Regions from separate parts of the Astyanax mexicanus genome. Here region 2 is linked to region 1. Evidence: chromatin contacts called from public Hi-C data. All regions are on one chromosome and are shown on one strand. The core of a region is the stretch at or near the end of the contact, and the rest is flanking DNA. Distances in the headings are between cores, read along the strand shown. Region 1 holds the start of rev3l (REV3 like, DNA directed polymerase zeta catalytic subunit). Region 2 overlaps rev3l (REV3 like, DNA directed polymerase zeta catalytic subunit).

Region 1 (4,035 bases), core at 440-2,939:
GCAGCAGAAAACGCGTGACCTGAACTCACGTGACCAGAGAAAAACTGTAGTCCAAACAACAATAAACACGAGCGAGAGAATAATATTAACGATTAGTGAACACCCTCAGCTGTACATCACTTTCCTGCACTCAAATAGAGAGAACAGGAGGAAGAGAAGAATCAAATCTTTTTTCTGAATGTGAGAGACAGATACAGATCTACAGAGGCTGTAGGGACTCAAAACTACAAATCACCGGTCACAGGAGTGACGGGTTTTAGAAAACTTCGCCTTCAATCTGCAGGAGCCGCTCAGCTTTAGCAGCAGCACAGCGCAAATACAAATGGCCAGCATCCAGCAGAGCGGCAGCACAGCGGAATGCAGTCGGTGGTTCACCTGTGTTTTCCATTGACCAGATAGCAATATGCCAGCAATTTACCTAAACACATCTCACTTCCAGACCACCGCACCCATCAGTGTAGGTATATTTTCAGGTGTTGTTGCTATTTAAACCGTAAAAATTGACTGTTGATGGAGTGTATATAGCAATGAGCATCACAAAGAGACTTGTGCAGAGTGTAAGAGTAAATAAATCTGATCATTTATTTCTAGCAGCCTTTGGGCCCAACAGGAGAACCTCTGCTTGTTACTATTTAACAGGAGAAAGTTGTGTAATATCCAGGAATTTACATCTATTAAACAATACTCGATTTTCTTTAGTTAATAATGTTTATAGAACATCATACTAAATATTAATTTTATTAAAATCTTGTATGATACTGTCATTATACCTTTATTCTACAATATATATGGTAATGTACTATAACGTCATTCTGAATGTCAACGTTATTATTTAATCACGTATCAAATAAATGTTGATGAATATGACTACTATATATGAAAGCTGTAAACTGGAGAATGATCACTGAATTAAATCCTTTGTTCTTCTGAATGATCACTAGAGGGCATCCTTGTTTACTTTATTTGTTCCAAGAACCCTCCGCCCATTTTTCTTCTCTGACCAATTAGGAATCCACTGCCATTCTTGTAATCCAATCAGATGTGAAACAACAAAGTAAATCCCGTTTAATTAAATAGCTAAGTCTAAATTGTATAATTTGTAAAATAGGAGGAGAGCTATTGTTTATTCCCATTAAACAGTGAGCCATGAACTTTGAGCTTTTCAGCAGGAGAAATCCTGCTGTGTAATAAACCCGCCAGATCAGAGAGAAAATCTGAGCAATAAACTAAATACCTACTGAGGAACATGTGGGCGGGACATATGGGGCAAAAATTAGCATACTCATTTACATTCCTCTTTCAGATAGATAGAGAGATATGTAAGATATGCGGGACAGTCTCTCAGTGCAACAGTCCTGCACAAATCACGAGCTGCGATCCACGAGACGTATAATTATAATTATATATAATTTATAAACACGGTAACATGTAATCGCAAAACAAACTCAGATAAAAAAAAGAATTATTATGCAGGACTCCTCGTGGCGACCAATCACACTGCTGCAATGCAAATTAGCACGCCATGGTGCTTATACTATCCAATCACACAGCTGGCATGCAAATTAGCGCACAGTGCTCTGGGAGCTCTGTTGGGACATCATCCAATCACAGGCTGAATATGCTAATCATATTCTAATGAGCCCCTTCGTCTCTTGCCTGCGAGGGCGGGGCTTCGAGGGGCCGCGCTGTGATCGTATTACAGGCGGGGAAAGAGAGAGGGAGACACGGTGCGGCGAGGCGCGAGAGCCGGGGACAGAAAGCCCGGACACCCGGGGGCTTGAGCTGAGGCGAGCCCGCGCAGGGACACTGGATTAAAGCCCCGCGAAATACGGAGGATGTTCACCGGGAGCCCCGCGGACTGTTTCGGCGTCGACACGAGAGCGAGACAGCGCCGCATTAAGGAGCTTTTCTCCGAGGAGAGCGAGATTTCGGATTAGCCCGCTGGCTAACCTAGCTTTAGCTGCCGCGCTGGATTCCTATGGGCAGCAGGCTAAGCTAAGCTAACCCAGGCTGCTACCTCCCCGCCGTGTGTTCGGGGGAATAAAGCAGAAGGGAGGGCTGTCATGTCGGTTTTGAGGACACGCGAGGCTCGGGAGGGCCGGTTTGGTGTAAATATTTAGCGGTCAGTGCGAGTGAAAGCGTTTTTGTTTGTTTGCTGCTGCAGCTGTGGGACCTCAGCCAGAGCAGCGCCTCCACCGCCGCCGCTACAAAATCACATTTCAGCCAGAGCTGATCAACAGCACAGCGCTCCCACTCTGTCCCGAGAACACCACAGGACTCCTGAAACCTTCAGACAACACTCCAGAGGATTTCTAACAGAGCCAGAACAGCGGAGGACCTCTAAAACAACACAGCCGAGGACTTCCCACAACACTCAGCGCTCCAGAGGACGCCGCTCAGTATCACCCACAACTCAGGATTTCGAGGATTTCCTGCGGTGCTGCTTTTGCTTTTAAAGCCAGTCTCCTGCCAACCAAACTGCCTCATTTCTCTCTGAATGCTGTTGCTCTTCTCTGCTCGCTGGCTGGCCGCCCAAGTCCTGCCAGCTTAGTACAACAGCACACAACTACACAACAGCAGATCCAATAGCATAGATTTGATTTGACAACTTCAACACACATCTACTGCCAATATAAACAGATCCCCATCTCTCAACTGTTGCACTTCTAACAGGACAACACAGAAAACAAGAAAACGGCTTTAACAACAGCTACTAAATAAACAACAGTGTTTAGTGTTCACCACTAATATTTACACAGCTAGTACAGAATGCAACGTAAACAACACTGCGACTGCAATGTAAACGCAACAGTAGATCATTTAACACCATCTATGCCAACATCTGCAGTGTGTGTACGTACCATCAATGTCAGTCAATCTCTATCTCATCCACAACAGCAGCAGCAGCAGCGCAAACACTAAATCAGACACATCTGCAACTTTAGCATCTGCAGCGTAAATACGATCTACATCACACTAGCAGCTACAGTGTTAATAACACCTGCTAGGTGTTAAGGTCAGCATATACAGACTAAACATCAACTTCAGCTTCTACAGACTTAACAATATCTGCAAAGTCAGCATCTACAATGTAAATACAGTCTTCAACCTCAGCAGCTACAGCATAAACAACCACAGAGCAACATCATCTACAGTCTCATCACTATCTACATCAGTGCCTACAAGGAAAACAGCTTCTTCTATTACTTATCTTCTATAACATCAGACTCTACAGTGTAAACAGCAGCATCTCCACCATAAGCACCATCTACAATATAAACGAGAACAACAAAAACAGCATAAAAAGCATCTACAACGTGAACAACAGCAAATTCAGCCGAAGCATTGGTGTGTGTGTGAGTGTGTATCCCACACTGATCCTCCGGCAGCATGTTCTCTGTGCGGATTGTTTGTGCGGATTACTACATGGCCAGCCCCTTGGCGGGACTGGACGTGTGTTACTCTGAGTTTAGGGAGAGCGAGGTGAAGAGGGTGCCAGTGGTCCGGATCTTCGGCTCCACACCTGCAGGTATGTGTGCTTTAGTTTAGTAACACAGTAATATGCATTGAATGTGATGTTTTAACAACTTAGAAATCCCACAACAGGACTTTAGGGAAACTCAGGTAGGTATGAACTCAGATCTGTGCAAAAGGAGGAGGGGTCAGGGATGCCATGCAGGGAGACACATTGTACTGAAGTCCTCTGGCTATTTAAAGAAGCCCAAAGGTTTATGGGTTTGTATGATTAACATTAGCTGGTCTCCTGTTTGCAACACACGCTGTTGCTGGTTTGTTCATGTTTGTGCACGTTCGTGTAGGAATTCTAATTGTCCTGATTTCTGTTTTGTCTTCCTCTTTACACAATAAAACTACTGTAATAAGTATTTGTTTATAGTTCTAACTTAGCAACTGAAACAAGTGAAGTTTTATTAGTGTTTTTTATTTGCAGATGTGCCAAAAAGGGGAGCAAACACTATTTACAGCTATCAAATGGATTTTATTTTCAAGGGATTAAACTTGAATGAAATTAAATTA
Region 2 (4,035 bases), core at 839-3,338, 41 kb after region 1:
CATTCAGACAACAATTGTCAACAGTAAAATAGCATCGTATTTAAATTGTAATTTAATTCTGTTGAAAATATCAGTTTTAAAAGTTGTTAAATAGGGATTCGAGTGATCCAGCAATCTAAGGCACTGCCACTATGATCAGGAGATTGCTGTTCAAGATTGCTGTTCGAATCCCGTTTATGTAACTTGCCGTCAGCTACCGGACCCCTGAGAGAGCACAATTGGCTTTGCTCTATCAGAACCGAGTCGCTGCGCTTTCCTCCGAGTGCGCTGTGATGCTACTCTGCAATGCTGCATCAGCAGCAGTTCAAAAAGAGGCGCTGGATGACTTCACGTGTATCAGAGGAGGCATGTGCTAGTTTTCACCCTCCTGGTGTGTTAGAGCATTACTAGTGATAGGGGGTTGGGTAATTGGCCATGTAAATTGGGGAGAAAATGGGGAAAATTAGAAATAAAAAAGAGAATAAAATGTTGGTGACAGTAAATGAATATATTTAAATGTAATTTACTTCTAATTATTAGTGTGTAATTATATGATTGGTGTATGTGTATGTATGTGCTTTAGGCGTCGGTGCGTAAGGGTGTTTTGCCGCGGATGTTGGAGGAGATCCTGCAGACGCGTTTCATGGTAAAGGGGGTGATGAAATCGTATCGGGATGATAAAGCTCTGCACCGGCTGCTGGACGCTCGCCAGCTTGGACTCAAACTCATCGCTAACGTCACCTTTGGCTACACCTCTGCTAACTTCTCTGGCCGCATGCCCAGTGTGGAGGTGAGCACCTCGGAATGCTAAAGCACTAACATTAGGGTAATAAATTAGAGATAAATTAATTAGATAAATATTTGTGTTTATGATATAGCAGAATATTTGTGTATGGATGGATATAAGTGTGTGGGAATTTATGTTTATGTTTGGGTAAAGTTATAGTTGGGAAGTTGTGGAATTGTTTTATCTATAGTTGTTTTTTTCATGACAAAACTGTTCTTTATTGCTGTAATCAGATTCTGTTTACCATCAGTATCAGAATTCTACTTCTCATGCTGTAGATGTTTGTAGGTTTTTGAGTTGAGCTAAGTCTGAGTGTGTGTTTTTGTTTTGTAGGTCGGCGACAGTATTGTACACAAAGCAAGAGAAACGCTGGAGAGGGCGATCAAACTGGTGAACGAAACGAAAAAGTGGGGAGCGCGAGTAGTGTACGGTGACACAGACAGGTGCTCACACTCATATTTAAATTTTTTAAATTTCTACTTCTACAAAGAATTTTTTTGCATTAAGACTCAAGCATTGAGAACAAAATAGATTTAATTGATGGAGAAGCATAAGGGATCATTCTGTCTTTCTCTCTTTGTCAGTATGTTTGTGCTGTTGAAGGGAGCTACTAAAGAGCAAGCGTTTAAGATTGGACATGAAATCGCTGAAGCTGTGACGGCCACCAACCCCAAACCGATCAAGCTCAAGTTTGAGAAGGTAAAACCTGAATCCTTTTAGCTGCTCAGTGATTTGAATTACTGAGATCAATAACTGATAACATTTTACACAAACGACATCATTTATAATAATCGCTGTATTGGAGACACTGCCTTAGCATTCACTTTTATTCAAGGTACCTCTCTGCTTGGGAAGCAGTTTTGCCCAAATGGGAAGTTATAAAGGGAGGCATTGTGTTGGGGACACTTTCTGAGCCATAATACATTATTATCACGGTCACTGTTCCTATGTAAAGTGTCTGTGCATAAGCCTGAGCGTGTAAAGGCAGTAACACCCTTCTTTTTCTGTGAGGTTCGAAACAAATTCTGAAATGCATGTTCACAATCATAAACCAACCAAAAAAAATCATACAGAAACCAGTGTTACTAAACAAGGAAATGGGTTATAATAAATGTACCTTTCTTTTATATTAAACTGCTGACCTGTCCAGCACATACGCTGACCCAGCCAGCACTCGCACTAACCCTGAGTAATGTGTGTGTGTGTGTGTGTGTGTGTGTGTGGTGCAGGTGTATCTCCCATGTGTTCTGCAGACTAAGAAGCGCTATGTGGGTTATATGTATGAGACTGTGGATCAGAAGGATCCTGTGTTCGACGCTAAAGGCATTGAGACTGTGCGGAGAGACGGCTGCCCCGCTGTTGCCAAGGTAACCAGCTTCCATAGCTTCTGTATGTTTGTGTGTGTGTGGTCGTGTGTATGTGTGTGTGTCAATGCCAGTGTGTGTCAGAGCACTCGCATGTGCACAAGTGTGTCTCTCTGGTTTTACCCCAGAGGTCACGGTGCGGTGACCACACTCAAACAGCTGTCAATCACAGCAGCGTATCTGTGCTCCCTGGTAGAATGAACACACATAAAATAAGTTGTGTGTTTGTGTAAAAGCAGTGCTTATACATTGAAATATTGAACTTTTATTTCAATAATAATAGTCATCCTGGCCCCTGTCACAGATGTTTTGTTGTTGTTGAATTTGTGAAGTTAAAGGAACAATCAGTAATACATTTAAGTCAGCGTGTGAAATTGCTACTGGACAATGTCCACTATATCGGTCATTACTATGCTAGTGGTGGTGGTAATGATGGTAAATTACCCAGATATGGTTTGCAAACCTTACTGAAGCGCACTGATTACCTGTTCAGCAGAAACATAGCCAGCTCATCCGTTTCCATGGCGTGCTGTTGTCTATACCTGGCAACCCTGGAAATGGAAATGAGACTTGGTGAATGGTGGTGGGCAGGTTCAGAGACTACAACCCACACAGATTTCTGTGCCGTACCACACAGTTCAAATAACAAAGAACAAACTGACTGAAACTCTGCTGAAACGAGCTGCCAGTGCTTAAACTTAGTATGTTTCTTTAATAGCTTATGATACATCCTGATCATGGTTACTACAGAAAATATAATCTAATCTACAATAGAACCTTCACAAAAAAGCTTTACAAGTTTAGCCCCACCTGTGTAGCTTTCCACTGTTTTGCCACAACCTAGAATAGATTAGCGCCACCCATTTAGCCTCAGACTTTGAGAACCAGCCTATGTAAAGTGCTTTTTAAGTGTGAAGAGAGTCAGAGGAGAGCTCATTTACATGTAAGTGTATATATAGTTTCTCTACAAAAATGCTATACCTGGAGCTCAGGGGGAAATACACTGTTTAAACATCTAGAGAATATTCTGTTTGTTTTCTCAGTTCTGTTTTTCTGTTGCCATTGTAACTTTTTCATCAATAAATGAAAAAAAAAAGTGTGTATATGTGTGTTTAGATCTTGGAGCGGTCAGTAAAACTGCTGTTTGAGACGCGGGACATCAGCCTGGTGAAGCAGTATGTTCAGCGGCAGTGCGTCAAGGTACTGGAGGCTAAAGCTAGCATGCAGGACCTGACCTTCGCTAAAGAATACAGAGGCAGCGGCTCCTACAGGCCGGGAGCGTGCATACCAGCGCTGGAGCTAACCAGGTACGAACCGAGTTAAACTGAACCCTCAGATTCCCTCAGTCCCACCCCTTACATCAAAACATATACAGCTCTGGAAAAATACGTGACCACTTAAAAATGATTATCACAAGCCATCAAACCAAGCTGAACTGCTTGAATTTCTGCACCAGGAGTGGCATAAAGTTATTCAAAAGCAGTGTGTAAGACTGGTGGAGGAGAACATGCCAAGATGCATTAAAACTGTTATTTAAAACCAGGGTTATTCGACCAAATATTTATTTCTGAACTCTTAAAACTTTATGAATATGATCTTGTTTTCTTTGCATTATTTGAGGTCTGAAAGCTCTGCCTTTTTTGTTATTTCAGCCATTTCTCATTTTCTGCAAATAAATGCTCTAAATGACAATATTTCTATTTGGAATTTGGGAAAAATTTTGTTTAGTTTAGTTTATACCATATAACAACCATGTTTATTTTACCCAAACATAAACCTATAAATAGCAAAATCAGAGAAACTGATTCAGAAACTGAAGTGGTCTCTTACTTTTTTCCAGAGCTGTATAATTCAGGGTGTCAACCAAGAAATGTTTGGAGATTCTTTACGTCCAATCATCTGCGT

What was found. Hi-C and Micro-C count contacts between places; a contact is called where the count stands out from the background.
Region 2: a contact with region 1 is called in a Hi-C map of blood, with 2.3 times the contacts expected there. The contact joins the enhancer-like site here to the promoter of rev3l in region 1. A contact is called at or near these places in 3 of 3 Hi-C or Micro-C datasets (blood and muscle).

Annotation. Positions count from the first base shown.
Region 1 is chr1:39,215,708-39,219,742 of AstMex3_surface, forward strand. rev3l (REV3 like, DNA directed polymerase zeta catalytic subunit) reads left to right here and starts at 1,690. Exons shown (of 32, transcript XM_007259896.3): 1 at 1,690-3,529. The coding sequence starts at 3,391.
Region 2 is chr1:39,256,018-39,260,052 of AstMex3_surface, forward strand. rev3l (REV3 like, DNA directed polymerase zeta catalytic subunit) reads left to right here. Exons shown (of 32, transcript XM_007259896.3): 25 at 563-769; 26 at 1,100-1,209; 27 at 1,351-1,465; 28 at 1,996-2,133; 29 at 3,247-3,437. Among protein-coding and RNA genes, the nearest start is that of mfsd4b, 21 kb to the right of the region's middle. Within about 2 kb of position 2,089, the one cell type or tissue checked has an H3K27ac peak away from gene starts, as active enhancers do.